Regions from separate parts of the Mus musculus genome. Here region 2 is linked to region 1. Evidence: chromatin contacts called from public HiCAR-type data. All regions are on one chromosome and are shown on one strand. Each heading gives the region's core, a stretch centred on a gene start, on an enhancer-like site or on the middle of the called end of the contact. The rest is flanking DNA. Distances are from core to core; before and after follow the strand shown.

Evidence for each region. HiCAR-type assays count read pairs that join an accessible place to other places.
Region 2: a HiCAR-type map of kidney shows a contact between it and region 1, with 2.7 times the contacts expected there. The contact joins the promoter of Ces2f here to the enhancer-like site in region 1. A contact is called at or near these places in 5 of 39 promoter capture datasets (the C10 cell line, Sertoli cells, cranial neural crest and 2 more), 1 of 115 datasets of contacts at active chromatin or transcription factors (kidney) and 2 of 9 other capture datasets (adipose tissue and liver).

The regions. Positions count from the first base shown.
Region 1 is chr8:104,605,378-104,612,411 of GRCm38.p6, forward strand. It overlaps a transcript of Cdh16 not described here. Among named protein-coding and RNA genes, the nearest start is that of Gm51588, 15 kb to the right of the region's middle. RefSeq lists an enhancer at 3,060-7,034. Within about 2 kb of position 2,799, at least 8 of the 459 cell types and tissues checked have an H3K27ac peak or open chromatin away from gene starts, as enhancers often do. A contact at or near this core is called in kidney, where this site is marked.
Region 2 is chr8:104,943,870-104,950,903 of GRCm38.p6, forward strand. Ces2f (carboxylesterase 2F) reads left to right here and starts at 3,487. Exons shown (of 13, transcript NM_001079865.2): 1 at 3,487-3,585; 2 at 4,175-4,385; 3 at 6,094-6,235; 4 at 6,844-6,977. The coding sequence starts at 3,510.

The DNA of each region.
Region 1 (7,034 bases), core at 1,549-4,048:
CAAAACCAACACAGAACAACCCCCAAACTATGTGGTATCTTATTTAACCCTCACACAACCCCTGGAAGGAATGTTGCTATCCCATTTTATACTCAGAAAAACTGAAGCTGGATAGATGAATGCAGTGGCCAAGCTCACAGATGCAGTAAGGTAGAGCTGAGCTTCAAATCCTGGTGCTTGGCTCTGCAAGTTTCTTCCTCATATCCATGCAGCTGTACTGAATGCATATTCTTCTAATAGGAATGGGCCTTACCAGCTGCCCAAATGATCCACGGGAAGGTGTGAGGTGTGAGTCCACAGAAGCAACAGAAGTAAAAACTTTAAGGTAGCAAGGTGTGAACTGGAAGGAAAAGGAGAGATCTGCCTCAAGGCGAGAACCTCTGTCTGTATGTGGAGCAGGAGCTATAGAGATACAACTCTAGGCAATGGTCAGGGATCCTGTGGATGGATTTTCTCTGTATCCCCAGCCAGCTGGGCCTTTCAGTCTAGGAGAGCATGTGCAAGCCAGGGACTGTGTGCCTCCAGCAAGCAAGAGGGGCCAGGAGACCTGGGTCTGCCTCTCTTTACTGATCCCATGGTATTGCCTGGTCTCTGATTCAGTCCCCTCATCTTGTCCCTGGGTCTGGCATCTCTGACTTGGAGATGAGTCCAGAACCCCTTAGGCACACAGTGAGGCTTGCTCTTCTACCCAACACCTGTGAACATTTATTCAGAGGGAGGGAGGAAGGGAGGGATAGAGGGAGGGACAGGCAAGGGATTTGAACAAAAATGGTCATGGCATTGGTGTTTGTAAGAGAGGAACAGTGTTGACGTGGCTTCACCCAGCACAAGACACAGACCCTGAAACAGCCGTTTCAGCAGGCTTTAAATGTGACTGTGAAAAGCAACCATGACGACTGCTGAACTTTATGGAAGATATTATAAATAAGTAGCTCGATGGGAGATCAACAGAATATTCAGTGCGACCCCAAGTTGAAATCCTCCAGTCCCTCCTGCTTTCTCCTCCACCAGCTCCCTCGTGGCTTACCCCATTGGCCAGGCTAGCAGTGGGGGAGGGGAGTGAGACTATCTTGGGAAGGGGATGAGATCATTCTAAGGCTGGCTGATTTAGACCCGGGTAACTTTTTCCACCCATATGGCTCTCAGAGACTTCTGCACTGGCTCATAAACCTTGGCGCCGGCCTCAGGGATTGGCCGTGAGGCCCCTCCTCACTGTGGAGATGATGGCCAAAGCTGGAAGGGGCTGAGGCTTAAGTTGAAACAGAGTGGCAGAGGCAGGTGGAGGCATGGTCCAATGGGGACCCAGCAAGAACTTTGCAGCTATTGGAGCTAGGTGTCCTGAAGCTCTTTAGGAGCCTATGTAGGTAGATAGTGAATTTTGTGGGTGAAAAGTCACCTTGCTAAGAGCAGAGCTACAGCCCTGGCAGTTCCTCTAACACCTGTATTTGGGGATTCCACTTGTCCAGCCTGGTTCTCCCCTAAAGGATCTCTGTTTGGGCTCTAATCCTGCAAGGGGTAGATGGGGAGGGAAGAGGTCTGGGCTTGGGAGAGATCAAGGTTCAAGTCTGAGTCAGTGTATAATTAGGTTCAGTTCACTCTCTCCTGAGCCTCTCTAGCCAGGCCACCGAAGACCCAAGTTACAGCCTTGAGGAAATCGTAGTCTTAGTCTTTGAGCTTCTCTGAGACATTTCCTAGCTTGTTCACCTACCCTTCCCCCTTGCTAAGATTTGTTTATTTATTTTATGTAAGTACACTGTAGCCGTTTTCAGACACACTAGACGAGAGCATCCAATCCCATTACAGAAGGTTGTGAGCCACCATGTGGTTGCTGGGAATTGAACTCAGAACCTCTGGAAGAGCAATCAGTGCTCTTAATTGCTGAGACATCTCTCCAGCCCTCTAGTTACCTTTCTCAATACTCCAATCCTGAGCCAAGTCAAGTACCAGCTGTTCCCAAGTCTGCATCCAGCATGCCAGTTTATCAATGCTCACCCGAAGCCAGGGCTTGCATCTAGGAACAGTTCTAATACATGTTGAATGAAGGAAAAAAGGGAAGGCTGTGATGTTATAGGTTTCAGGAGAAGACCAACTGTGTGTGCTCAGTGTTGCTCTGTGCCATGCTCAGTCCTAATCTGTGCCAGGTCCTTCAGGGGCAGCCAGCAGTTTTGAGCCTCTTAGGCCCCAGCATACAAAGCTAGAGAATATGGCATGAGGCACCTTAACCTGGGCTTAGTAGACAAGGAACTGAAGCTTGTCAGAACCAGAATGGGCTGGAGGGTTTCCTTAGCCTGGGTTTAGGGCAGCAGGGTTGGGAACAGAATTCTCTGGTTGGATGGAGTTGTTCCTGGAAAATCCCCACATGCATTTTTAGTAGTGTGCTTTGTGCCTGGTTCCCACTCCTTCAGAAGTGGAGGAGTGGAGCCCTTTCTGTTGCTGGGCCACTCAGGCAAGCCCCTTGCCCTCTCTGTCTCTGAGCACTGGGCTCTGGACTGACACATCTATAGAGCGCTATCTATTGACCTCACCGATTCTTTCAGCCATTCTAAAAGCAGGGATTGGAGCTTCATATTGTTTGAGAAGGAGGTGGGAACTCTAAGATACCATATGGCTTGGCTGAAGCCATGTCTCTGCACCAGGGTTAGAGTCCCTACCTACTGATGGCACATGGCACCACTCTCCCATTCCTACTTAGAAGTCCCCAAAGGGCAGTGTGCCCACAAGCTGAGGATGCCACTTCCAGCCCAGTGCCTCTTGACCAAGGTCCTAGCCTGGCCCAGTGCCTGTCACCAAAATAGCCCTGGTGGTTCTGGGCATGGATTGCAGGCCATCACCTGGGACCTATTTTTATCCTTCGGGTAACAAGGAAGTCTCACCTTGTGCAGTAACCACTTGGGACATACTGGATCATGTGGCCTTAGCCCCAAGTGATCTTGCTGCCCTACTGGGAAATGACCCCGACTAGAAGAGAAAGGCCTGGCTCAGCCACACTCCTTTTCTTTCCCTGCCCTAGCCCCTTCCCAGAATCCTTACAGCCTATTACCCCAACACACTCTATACCTCTATGTCCAAGCACACCACGGCCAGAGATCTTAGGACATCTTATTCGTCCTTGATGTCCAATGTCTTATGCACTTGAACAGTTAGAAATTCTTCTGTGTAGCTCCCCCCCTTTAATCTAGTTATAAGATTCTGTAATCCAGAGGCCATTTGGAGAGTTAGCACTTAGAATTTGACTTTCAGAATTTAGGGTGTTGGGATGCTTTGGGGACAGTGTCTAATGGTATTAGAGGAGGCGACAGAGATTGCGAGCACACTCAAATGAACTTCTAGAGGGCAAGTGCTTCATAACCAATGAGTTATGGACCCCAGAAGTATTTATAGAGGACGGGCAGTTCATAGACATGCAGGGCACCCCATGGGTCCCCTTACTACTAATAGATGTGTACATTTCTACAGAGAAGGAAGTTATGTCCCGAGTCCCTCAAGGAAAGGTGCTCAGACAGAAAGACCAGAAGGAAGCTGGGCATGATGATAAATGGCTGGAATGATGGAATCACATCGCTGGGAGACTAAGGTGGACCAGTTAAGAGTTCAAAACCCCAGAGAAAGCAAGTCTCTCTTATCTCAAAAACAAAAACAAACAAAACACTGGAAGAAAACTTGACTCTTAGAAAGTTACCGTAACAAAAACTAGAGTGGCTGTAGCTATAGTAACAACAATATTAGTAGCTGCCCACCAGCACCTCATTTAAAGCCAACTAGGTGTCTACCCTTTTGTACCATCTCAGCGAGCATCACAGGTGTTCTCCTCTGGATGGAGAATGGGCGTGGTCCTTGGGATGAGCTCCGTAAATGTGATTGGGTTTTGCAATATCTGCAGCTTTCTGGAGGTGGATGCTGAGCCCTCTGCCCGCAAACATCTTGCTGTAGGGCAGGGTATCAACAAGCCAGGCTGGCCTCCTGGGGATACTGTCAGAAAGCCAGCCAGGGAGTGAGCCTCAGTCCACTTGGCCCTACTCCCCTAGGCGTTGGGGCTGGAAATAGCAGCTGCTCAAGAGCTGACAACCAAAGGGCGGCTAAAAAAAGCCCCCTCAGTCTGGGCACTGTCGCCCTCGGCTTGCAGGGCCTATTTTGGGGGAGAGGGTGCGGACGTGCCAATGGAAAATCCATGGGTGGGAGTTTCCAAAGGTGGGGGCCCATAGACTTCCTCTCTCCATCCCAGTCCACACACATGAGCACATATGCATGTATACACACACACACACACACACACACACACACACACACACACACACACGCACACCTATACAAGTTGCACATCTAACTTTCTTTCCCAACTGTTTGATGCTGCCATCCACATAGCAACCCAGGAAAGGGATGAGGAAGCTGAAACTCAGACTCAAAGAGAGGTATCACTCTGTTGGTGAGTGTTTGCCTGCTGTACAGAGAGTCCTGGGTTCCATCCCCAGCAGTGAATAACCTGGGCATGGTAACACAGACCTGTAATCCCACCTGTTAGAAGACAGAGGAAGGAAAATTAGAAATTTAAGGTCGTCATTCTCTGCTTCGTTGAGAATGTGAGACCAGCCCGGAATAAATGAGACCTTGTCTCAACAAATAAACAAACAACGCCCGCTCCAACCCCAAACTCAAATGCCTTTCCTAAGAAAGGTCTCACAGCTAGGAAGCAGGCAAGACCATGGCACCCAGGCCAGAGCTGTTCTCTGGAGGCAATCCCCTCACTGAGCTAGCAAACCTGTCCTCCGAAGAGGCAAAGTCTCTGTGATGGGGACCAAGGAGGCTAGCTCTGGGTAGGATGGGTATGGAACGAAGATTACATAGAAACAAATCCCATTGGAAAGTCCCAGTCAGTTCTGAGAGACTTTGCTTTGCTGTAGGAGAGGCAGCTGCTGCAGAGAACCCAGCCCCCATCCATCATGTGTGACCACCTGCTCCCCCTCCGCCTGGGCCTCCCAAGCCGGGCTGCCCCTGCCAAGTTTCCAGGGAACGTGTCAGATAAGGGACCTGTGCTCATGACTCTCTCCCACTGGTCACTATCTCTGTCCTTGCTGCCATCACCAAGTGACCAAGAATAGCATAGCTTGGTGAGGGGACACACAGGGCATCTCCTCAGTCCCTTCATCACCAGCACCAACTGCACCCAGCTGCCTGTTGCCCCATGCCCAAAGTCTCCACATGTGGTAAAGTGCCGCCAGCTTCGGTCTCAGCTCCCACGGCTCTAGAGGAGGATCAGGCAGCTGAAGCCACACTGTGTGCCTCAGCCTCCACAGGGGAGCTGTGTGCCCTAGCGCTGCATGCTGCCTCTCTCGGGACAAAGTGGCACAGCATTCGATAAGGTCGGAGTGACCGCTAGCTGGGTCATCTCCTTGGGCTAGGGTCCCTTTTAATGAAAACTCGGTTTAGCTTCTGAACGTGTTTGACAACACCCACTCTAGCCTGTGGGGATTCAGATAGTCTAGGATCCCTGTGTCTCACATGGAGGAGTTCCTCATTTATGACCACAGGGTAAAGATGTACATCACGTTTTTACCTCTGCATGAGTCTCCTGTAACACTCCTGCAAGAATGTAAGGACCACATGGCTCTGAGGGAAGAGTCTGTAGTCATGGAACACATGGTCACTATAGTTGGGACATGGAAATGGGGGAGATCCAGGAAGCCTTGTTCCCTCATTTCTGAGTTGCTGTGACACCTGATCATAATTAAGACATCCAAGTCCCTAAGTCCTCTCATCAGTAGTCTCTATAACTCTCTCAGCACAGACCAGCAACCTGTCCTACTCCACATCTCTTCCCCAGTCTCTTGCTGTGTCATCGTCTCATCCTCAGATGACCCTTCCCCCTTGACCCTCAGGCCTGCCTTCTGTCCTTCAAGTTATCCACCAACCCCCAGGGTTCCAGGGAGGCAGCTGGGGATGCTAAGGGAAGAGAAGGGATAAGATATGGGTTCCTTGCATATTTTGACACATTCTCGGACCACACCTAAAAGACCATGCCCACACTTACACACTCACAGGCTCACACGTGCCATGGGCCTTGATAGAGTGGCAGGGCCATCAAAGGCTCCCAAGCTTAGTCTCCCCTCTGAGGTTCCCACAGTACAAACTAGAAAGGTCTTCCCACAGCAGCAAGATGGTCTGGAAGTGAGACTGTGTGAAGAACTTTCTTCCCCGAGGCCCAAGCTAGAGCTCTGGGGTACGTGCAGATGTGTATGGGTCTCTGGGGTCCTAAGATTATTTCATTCTTTGGGGGTGAGATCTGGATTGACCTTGGGGCCTCTAGCTTCAAGAGCTCTATCACTGAGGCTGGAAAAAGTTTAAAAATATCTCAGTGTTTACATTCTTTTCAAGCCGGACTCCTGGGCCTCAGTGCTGGCTCCCTTTGATCTGGCCCTACACTTCTGAAAGGGGCCTGGGAGAGCTGGTAGCTTAGCCCCCTACTGCATAGACCCTCCCCTCTCCAGCTTAGTCAGACCTCTGTGACACCCCTTACATCACAGAACCAGCGATAGCTTACTCCAGTGACCCCACAACGCCAATGGGTGCTGGATCTGGTCCTCTCTCCGTACTTCTCCAAAGCTTGGGCCTCAAGTGCCTCTATAGACAGTGACTGTGGGACTGCAGACATTCATGTAGATCTGGGGAAAGCCATACATATTCCTACAGCATGCCTGGCTCTGCCAAACGTATTTTGAAATTACGTAATGTAGTTCTCTCTGAAACCTCATTTTATAAACTGGTAAACTGAGGCTCAGAGGGAGGAAGCGATGTGTCTGGAGATACACAAGCAAGGGTGAGCCAGGCATGGTGGGGTGTTCTTCAACTCATACTGATCACACAGCCCACCCCCCTCTCTCTCTCTCTCACACACACACACACACAGGAGCACAGGAGCACAGGAGCACACCTTGTCTTACTATAGTGCATCATGGACTCTGCCTGCTGTGTGATGTCACTCATAGGAATCCTTTTAGGCACTCACCGACTCTCTCCCTACATGTTTTTCTCCTGTGAGT
Region 2 (7,034 bases), core at 2,237-4,736, 340 kb after region 1:
TTATAAACAGATGAAATACGTTCAGTTTTAAAGACAAAGAAGTCCTAGAGCCAAGATGACAGTAGACCTGCTGTGTAACAAGGATAGCTCTCTGGACTGAAGATTTTACCTTATGTTCTCATAAAATATAAGAGATAAACAATGGTGCTCATGATTTGATATCTTCCTAACAGCTCCAACTCTTAATTTTACTACATTATAGATTGGGTTTCAACATATAATGCAACTTGGCATTCAAGATAATCAATTCATCTGTACCTTTCCCAAGTGTTGAGTGGCACAATTTTTTTTTCAAAGAGAAGTGGGTCTAGAAATCTTCATTAGCAGAGCTGAAATGTGTGTGTGTGTGTGTGTGTGTGTGTGTGTGTGTGTGTGTGTCCATCAATCTGTCTGTAAGTCTTGTGTCTCTATCTGTGTCTGTGTTCCTGTCTGCTAAAGTTTGTTCTCATTATCGCAGTCAGGAAATGCTATGATATTCACATTTGCATGCTTAGGACATCTGGAAACTATGTGTCTGTCAGGTGTGTCCTAGAAGTGGGGTGTGGTATCAGAAGGTCCAGAAACATCCCATAACAGAGATCCCTGTTTGACCTCTGAGCAAGTCCACATGTGGAGGGGCACATATGTCCCAGGAGCCCTCCTGGGTCCTTCTGGCATGACAACTATTTTATCTCCTGTGATTTCTTTTTTATTCTTACCTTAGTGTTGTCCCTAAACTCTCATGCTTTATGTCTCTTTGCAAAGGTTACAAAAATGTATTCCATTAACCCCTGGGTTCTTCCAAAGCTTTTTCCTTCCATCATAAAGAGGTTGGTTCCTTCATTCTCTAGACCCTGGCACTGCCTTATATCTCTACCTGTGCCCACCTTGCCCCACTGGGGTACAATTTTCTTAGGTTGGAAAAGTCCTCCTTTTTCAATTCACTTTGTTGAAGACTAACCACAGTACACCATCGTCCAAGTGATGGTTTTTGTATTCCTCTCTCTGAACACCAGGGGACAGAAAAGAATTGAAAATATCCTTTAGCCTTGGCTCAGTAGCTGAGCAGAGAAGAACCCTTCCTTTGAGTGCAGAAGAACTGAGGCTAATACTTGTCCTGGGAACTTGCGGGGTTACTGAGCTCCTGCTGCACACATGCATCTGTGAGGTCCCCATTTCTGTGGACATACAGACACTTCACAAAATGGCCTTTAGAATTTCAGTAGCTATACTATTTTTTAATTTTTTTGTTTAATGATTTCTATGCTACCAAATTTGCCCATTTTCCAGCATAGATGGACACATTTTGCCTAAAAATAGGAGCTATAAGACTACTTCTTTTATGGGAAAAAAGTTTTCTTCAGATCCTATGTAAATCATTACTTAGTCTCTGCTCCTAGGCAACAACTTTCTAATGCTAAAGTTTGGCAGTTGCATATAATTTGGAAACATCAGAGCCCTGGAGGTTCTATCATGGACTAGGAGTCTTTTATGAACTTTTTCAATCTGTTTTAGTGTGTGTGTGTGTGTGTGTGTGTGTGTGTGTGTGTGTGTGTGTGTGTGTGTGTGATTGCTGCCTTCTTTTCTTTGGGTTAAAGACTTGGGAGTAGATAGAATAGGTGTGTTTAACTTCTAAAGAAACTGTCAAACTGTTTCCTATAGTGACTATATCATTTCACATCTTCTCCAGCCATGTATGAGGAGATAGATACATGGCTCCTAATCCTAGCCAGCACTTGGCCCAATGGGAATTACCTCTGATTCAACTGAATGGGTATGGATGATGTATCATTGCATGTGTTATGATGAATTTTTGAGACTCTGTTTCTCTCTCTCCTTCTCCCTCTCCCTCTCCCTCTCCCTCCCCCCCCCTCTCTCTTTATTTCTTGCTCACTTCTCAATTCTGCTTCCCTCCAATGCCATCTTTATTCCATATCTTTACTATGGTCTTAACCATCATTAACACTGGGCCTCTGAATGGCGGTACTGTAAGAGGCAGTGCATATGGATTTTTCTAAGCTGAGTTAAAATGGTTTGGGAATAAGAAGTACCAGGATGTCCCAGGAGGCATAAAAAAATTGGTTCCTTGACCTCGATCTTAGAGAAACTGGGGACTTCTCAGGACCCCATGAGCAAGCATTTCATTTGGTTATAGAACTGAAGAAGGAAAAGCATTTGGCAAGAAGGGCTGAAACCACAGATTGAACAAGAGTGCATTGTAAGGATAATATTGAATCAAAAGCAGGACTTGCAGATTGGAAGGAGGCAGGGGAAGCCATGACTGTTTCATGTCAGAGGAGCCAGAAAAGAACCAAAGAAAGAAGTCCTGCCACTCCCAACTGTGAATCCCTAAACTGTTGGGGATGGGAAAGTGAGAGCCAAAATCAGTTCTCAGAGGGAACTCAAGGCTGTCTGGTATGGATCTCTGCACCACTTCCTCCTGGAAATCAAACCAAGCTAGGTGGGAACTCTTCATCCTGTAGTCACGGATGTAGTCATCCTGTAGTCACCAGGGTTCTCTAAGATTCTGAAACTGTTTAGAAGCCTGTGTCTCCAGCTTCTTCATAGGCTCTGAGAGCCCAGACTCTCATCACTACTGGAGCCATGAAATGTCACTTGTTGTCAAGTGGAGGTGATGGGTGGCCAGGTGCCTACATGGGTAAAGAGACTTTCAACAAAGCCTGAAGATCTGAGTTGGATCCCCCACGTCAACATGATGGAATGAGAGAACTGACTCCCAGAACTTACCTTGTGACCTTCACGTTCATGTCATGGCATGTGAGTACTCACGCACCTACATACACACATACACACACACACACACACACACACACACACACAATAAGTAAATAATTAAATGAACAAACAAACAATAAGAAAATGGTTTAAAAAGTGTTTCCCAAGTAAATAAAGGACTGTGTGTTGATCTGTGCAGGAGCTAGCTACCAGAGGAGACACAGTATAGAGATGGAATGAATGTGACTAAGAAGTGCCAACATTCCAGTGTTTCAATGACATAGCCAGGATTTCTGGGAGCAGTCCATGGAAGTCCTAAGATCACTGTAATGGTCATGGTGTTCTGAGCTCCAGCCATTGAGCTTCTATCCATTTATAGCATCTTCCATATTTGCCTACTCAGAGAAGCCCCCCACCCCCCGATTTCTCCTGTTACAGCGTTTTGTCCCCTGACCTCTGCAACAGCACTGACCTCTGCCAGTGAGCACAAGAACAGTGGTCATGGTGGATCTGGGTTTGAAGACAGAGCTCCTGATATCTCAGAAGAACTGCAGAGCACAGAAGCCATCTGTGCCTCCCCAAGAGGCCAAGGAGCAGAAACTGCAGAGGTGTGTTTTTCCTACAGCTGGTCACTGATTGTCTCCTGTCATTTCTGCGTTTAGTTGTCAGGAAGAAAAAAACTTTGCCCCACCCCACGGACTGTCCCACCTACATTCCTTTTGGTCCTGTCTGGGCAAGGCCTATATATTCTGCTTTCAGTTCTTGAGGAACAGATTCAGGCCTGGGAGCCGATCATGCCAGTGCACAGACTTCCTGGATGGCTGGATGCTGCGGCCTGTGGGCTCCTGGTTCTCCTCCTCCATGTGAAGGGTGAGACTCCCTAAGTGGGGTGGTGGGGAGCAGGGTCAGAGCAGCCCAGGTCAGTCAGAGGCTGAGCTTGTGGGAAGAAGGCACCATGGAGGGAGGAGTTCATCCAGGTGACAGATGAAAGCATGAGGAATGTGAGCCACCCAATGCACCCACTAAAATTCATAGAGTGGGCGCCATAGCACACTGGGGGTCAGAGCTGTCGAAGACTACTGCCTGCTGAGGATCCAGCCCAGTGTAAAGGGCTCCAAGGAGCTGGACCTGAAGGTCAGGAGAAGAGCAAAAGGGGCATTTCCCACATCTATGTGTGGCTGTGACTGTTCCTAACTTTGGGTAATCATAACAATAACACCTCCGGGCTGCCAAATGGCTCTGAGTGTGTGACCTCTTTGGCCAGAGAAATGCTGTGACACCCTTCAAAGGGGTACTAGGAAAGGTTCCTGGGCCTGGGGCATAGGGGAGCTGTTACAGCTGAATTGAGGAACCCTGGCTTCCCTTCCTGTGAGCTCTGATAATAACAAAATGGGAAATTCCACGACTTACCCAGGCAAGTGATTCCAGAAAACTAACCCGGATGATATCTCGCCAACAGGTCTTGACTCATCAGAGGCCAGCCCCATCAGAAACACACATACTGGACAGGTCCGAGGCAAGTTTGTCCACTTGACAGACATCAAAGCTGGAGCCCATAACTTCCTGGGGATCCCCTTTGCCAAGCCTCCTGTAGGACCACTGCGCTTTGCACCTCCTGAGGCCCCTGAGCCATGGAGTGGTGTGAGAGATGGGACCTCACAGCCGGCCATGTAAGTTCTGGACCCAGAGGGTTTCTGGTACTGGGGTGAAAATATGTTCCAACATCTAGGCCATGCGGAAGTGTCTCCTCCCTCTTGGCTACAGAGCAGTTCTCTGCCTGTGATGAGGGACATCTTCCATGCATTTTTCTGATGCATATGCTAAGGATTAGAATGGAACAACTATGTCAGACTACTGGGTTAGAGCTTGGTACATAAAGGGAGTTAGCTCCCAGTGCTACAGTGGAAAACATATCTAAAGTCATCCCAGAATCAGATTACGTCAAGTGAAGGGGCCCAGAGTCTGGTGTCATGCACTACAAGTCCCTTGGGAGGGCAGCAGTAATGAGTATCCTGCAGAGTCACCGTGGCAACCCAGAAGATTAAATGCCATTGTCCAAGGAACATGGATGAAAGCTTCCACTGGAGAATATATAGGAAAAAGAGATTCCCTGAGAGTCGGGACATGGGATGAAGGATTTCTTATTCCCTACAGTACAGCATTGTCCATCCATTCCTACAGCCCCATTGTAGAAACAGCACCCAAATATCCAGATACCTGACTTTCATTTGCTGTTGCTGTAATAAATGTACCCTGACAAAAGCAGCTTAGGGAAGGAAGACATGTCACAGTTCCAGGTTACAACCATCATGGGGGAGGGGGAGTATTTAGCAGAGGTCACAGTAAGGAAAGCTGGTCACATCACGTTTGTAATTGGGGAAAGAGAGCAAAGAATGCATGATTGCTTGCTGATAGTCTGCTCACTCTGACTACTCACTCAGTTCAGAAGTCCCTTGCTAGGGAATGGTGACACCCACCATAAACAAGTATTCCTACTTTGGTTTATGTAAGCAAGATAATCCCCACAGGCCAACATATTAGACAGTCTGTCCTTGAGACTCTCTTCCCATGTGATTCTAAATAAATCGTACAAGGAGAGGGGGTGAACAGCACCACCGGCAGTTAATCATTTCCACAGAGAATCCAAGACGTCTCAAAGTTCCAGTCTCACAAAGGTTGCCCCCACTCAACTGGAGACCTCCCTGGAAATCTGGACGCCTCTCAGCCTCCACAGAGCCAGTGACCCTTACCTTGATATGAGATTGTAGAGAGGAATCCTGTGTTAGAGGAGGTGTTGAGGGCGACTAGAAGAAAATCCTAAGGGTCTACTTTTTTTCTTTTCTTTTAATTTTGAGGTTATAATATAAGTACATCATTTCTCCCTTTGTTTTTCTCCCACCAAGCCTTCTCATATATCCCTTCTTGCTCTCTCAAATTCATAGCCTCTTTTGTCATTGATTGTTGTTACATGCATATATGTATACACACACATATTTCTAAATATAACCTGCTTAGTCTGTTTAATAGTGTGTGTGTGTGTGTGTGTGTGTGTGTGTGTGTGTGTGTGTGTGTGTGTGTGTGTGTGATGGCCAGCCATTTAGTATTGGATAACCTATAAAAGGGCTCTTCCTTAGGGAAGATTTTCCTCCCACTCTGAATATTCCTTATTTACCTCTAGCTCTGTGTAGGGTTGAGGCCTCGTGTTCTTTACCTATCTACTTCTGTGTGTCTATGTATGTCAGTATTATTCAGGTCAGGTTTACACCTTACTGTTCGTGAGACTGTATGGGTGTATCTTCTGACATTACTAGGACACACAGGTTTGGATCACTAAACATTCCTTCATTCCTTGGTATCAGTGTCTGTCATTGCCAACAGGTGTCTACAAAATGATGATATAGTGAATTTAGAGGGTCTGAAGATAATAAAGATGATCCTGCCTCCCTTCTCTATGTCTGAGGACTGCCTGTATCTCAACATCTACACACCAGCCCACGCCCAGGAGGGCTCTAACCTGCCTGTGAGAGCTGGGCCATGGTCAACTGGGTGGGGGCAAAGTAGTGTAGACACTGATGGAAGAGAAGCCTTACCCCTAGTGGGTCCAAGAAGGTTTGGATTTTTTGTTTCTTGCTTTGCTTCATGGCCATGCAGGACAACTTAATTCCTGAGAGTTGGATTATGGATTAACTAAGGACACACGCTACAAACTTGAGCCCTAGAGACCCAGTCAGGTGTCCAAGGGCTCAACCCTAAGATAAGCCAAATTTCTAGCTTTGGGATATTGGTTGTACTTAATGAAAGTTGGTGAGCCTTTTGATTCATAATCAGGAAAAAAAAAATACTTGCGGAGATATCCTTCTCCACACTCTTGAGGAGTCTGAGAGTGATGGTGACATTACTCTAGACTTACATCCATTAATCCAGGCTACGAGACTCCTGATGCCACAGTGGGGTTTGAAAATATGCTAATGGGAGTTTAGTTCCTCATCTGTGACCTGGATCTAGGATGCTGAGGAGTCCTGTGTAGGTCTTTATCTGCAGAGATACACAGCAGCTAATAATCTAGGAGGCAGTTCTAACTGAGCATGTGTTGTAAAGAAGCCTCCTGGCATCTCTTGACTTCTCCAGGTGATGGTGTGGCTCCATGGTGGTGGACTGGTTGCAGGCATGGCTTCCATGTATGATGGATCCGTGCTGGCAGCCACTGAGGATGTGGTGGTGGTGGTTACTCAGTACCGCCTGGGAATCCCGGGCTTTTACAGGTGAGCATAAGTCTGGGCTGGAGAACAGGGGCTGAGCAGAACCTAGACAGCCTTTTG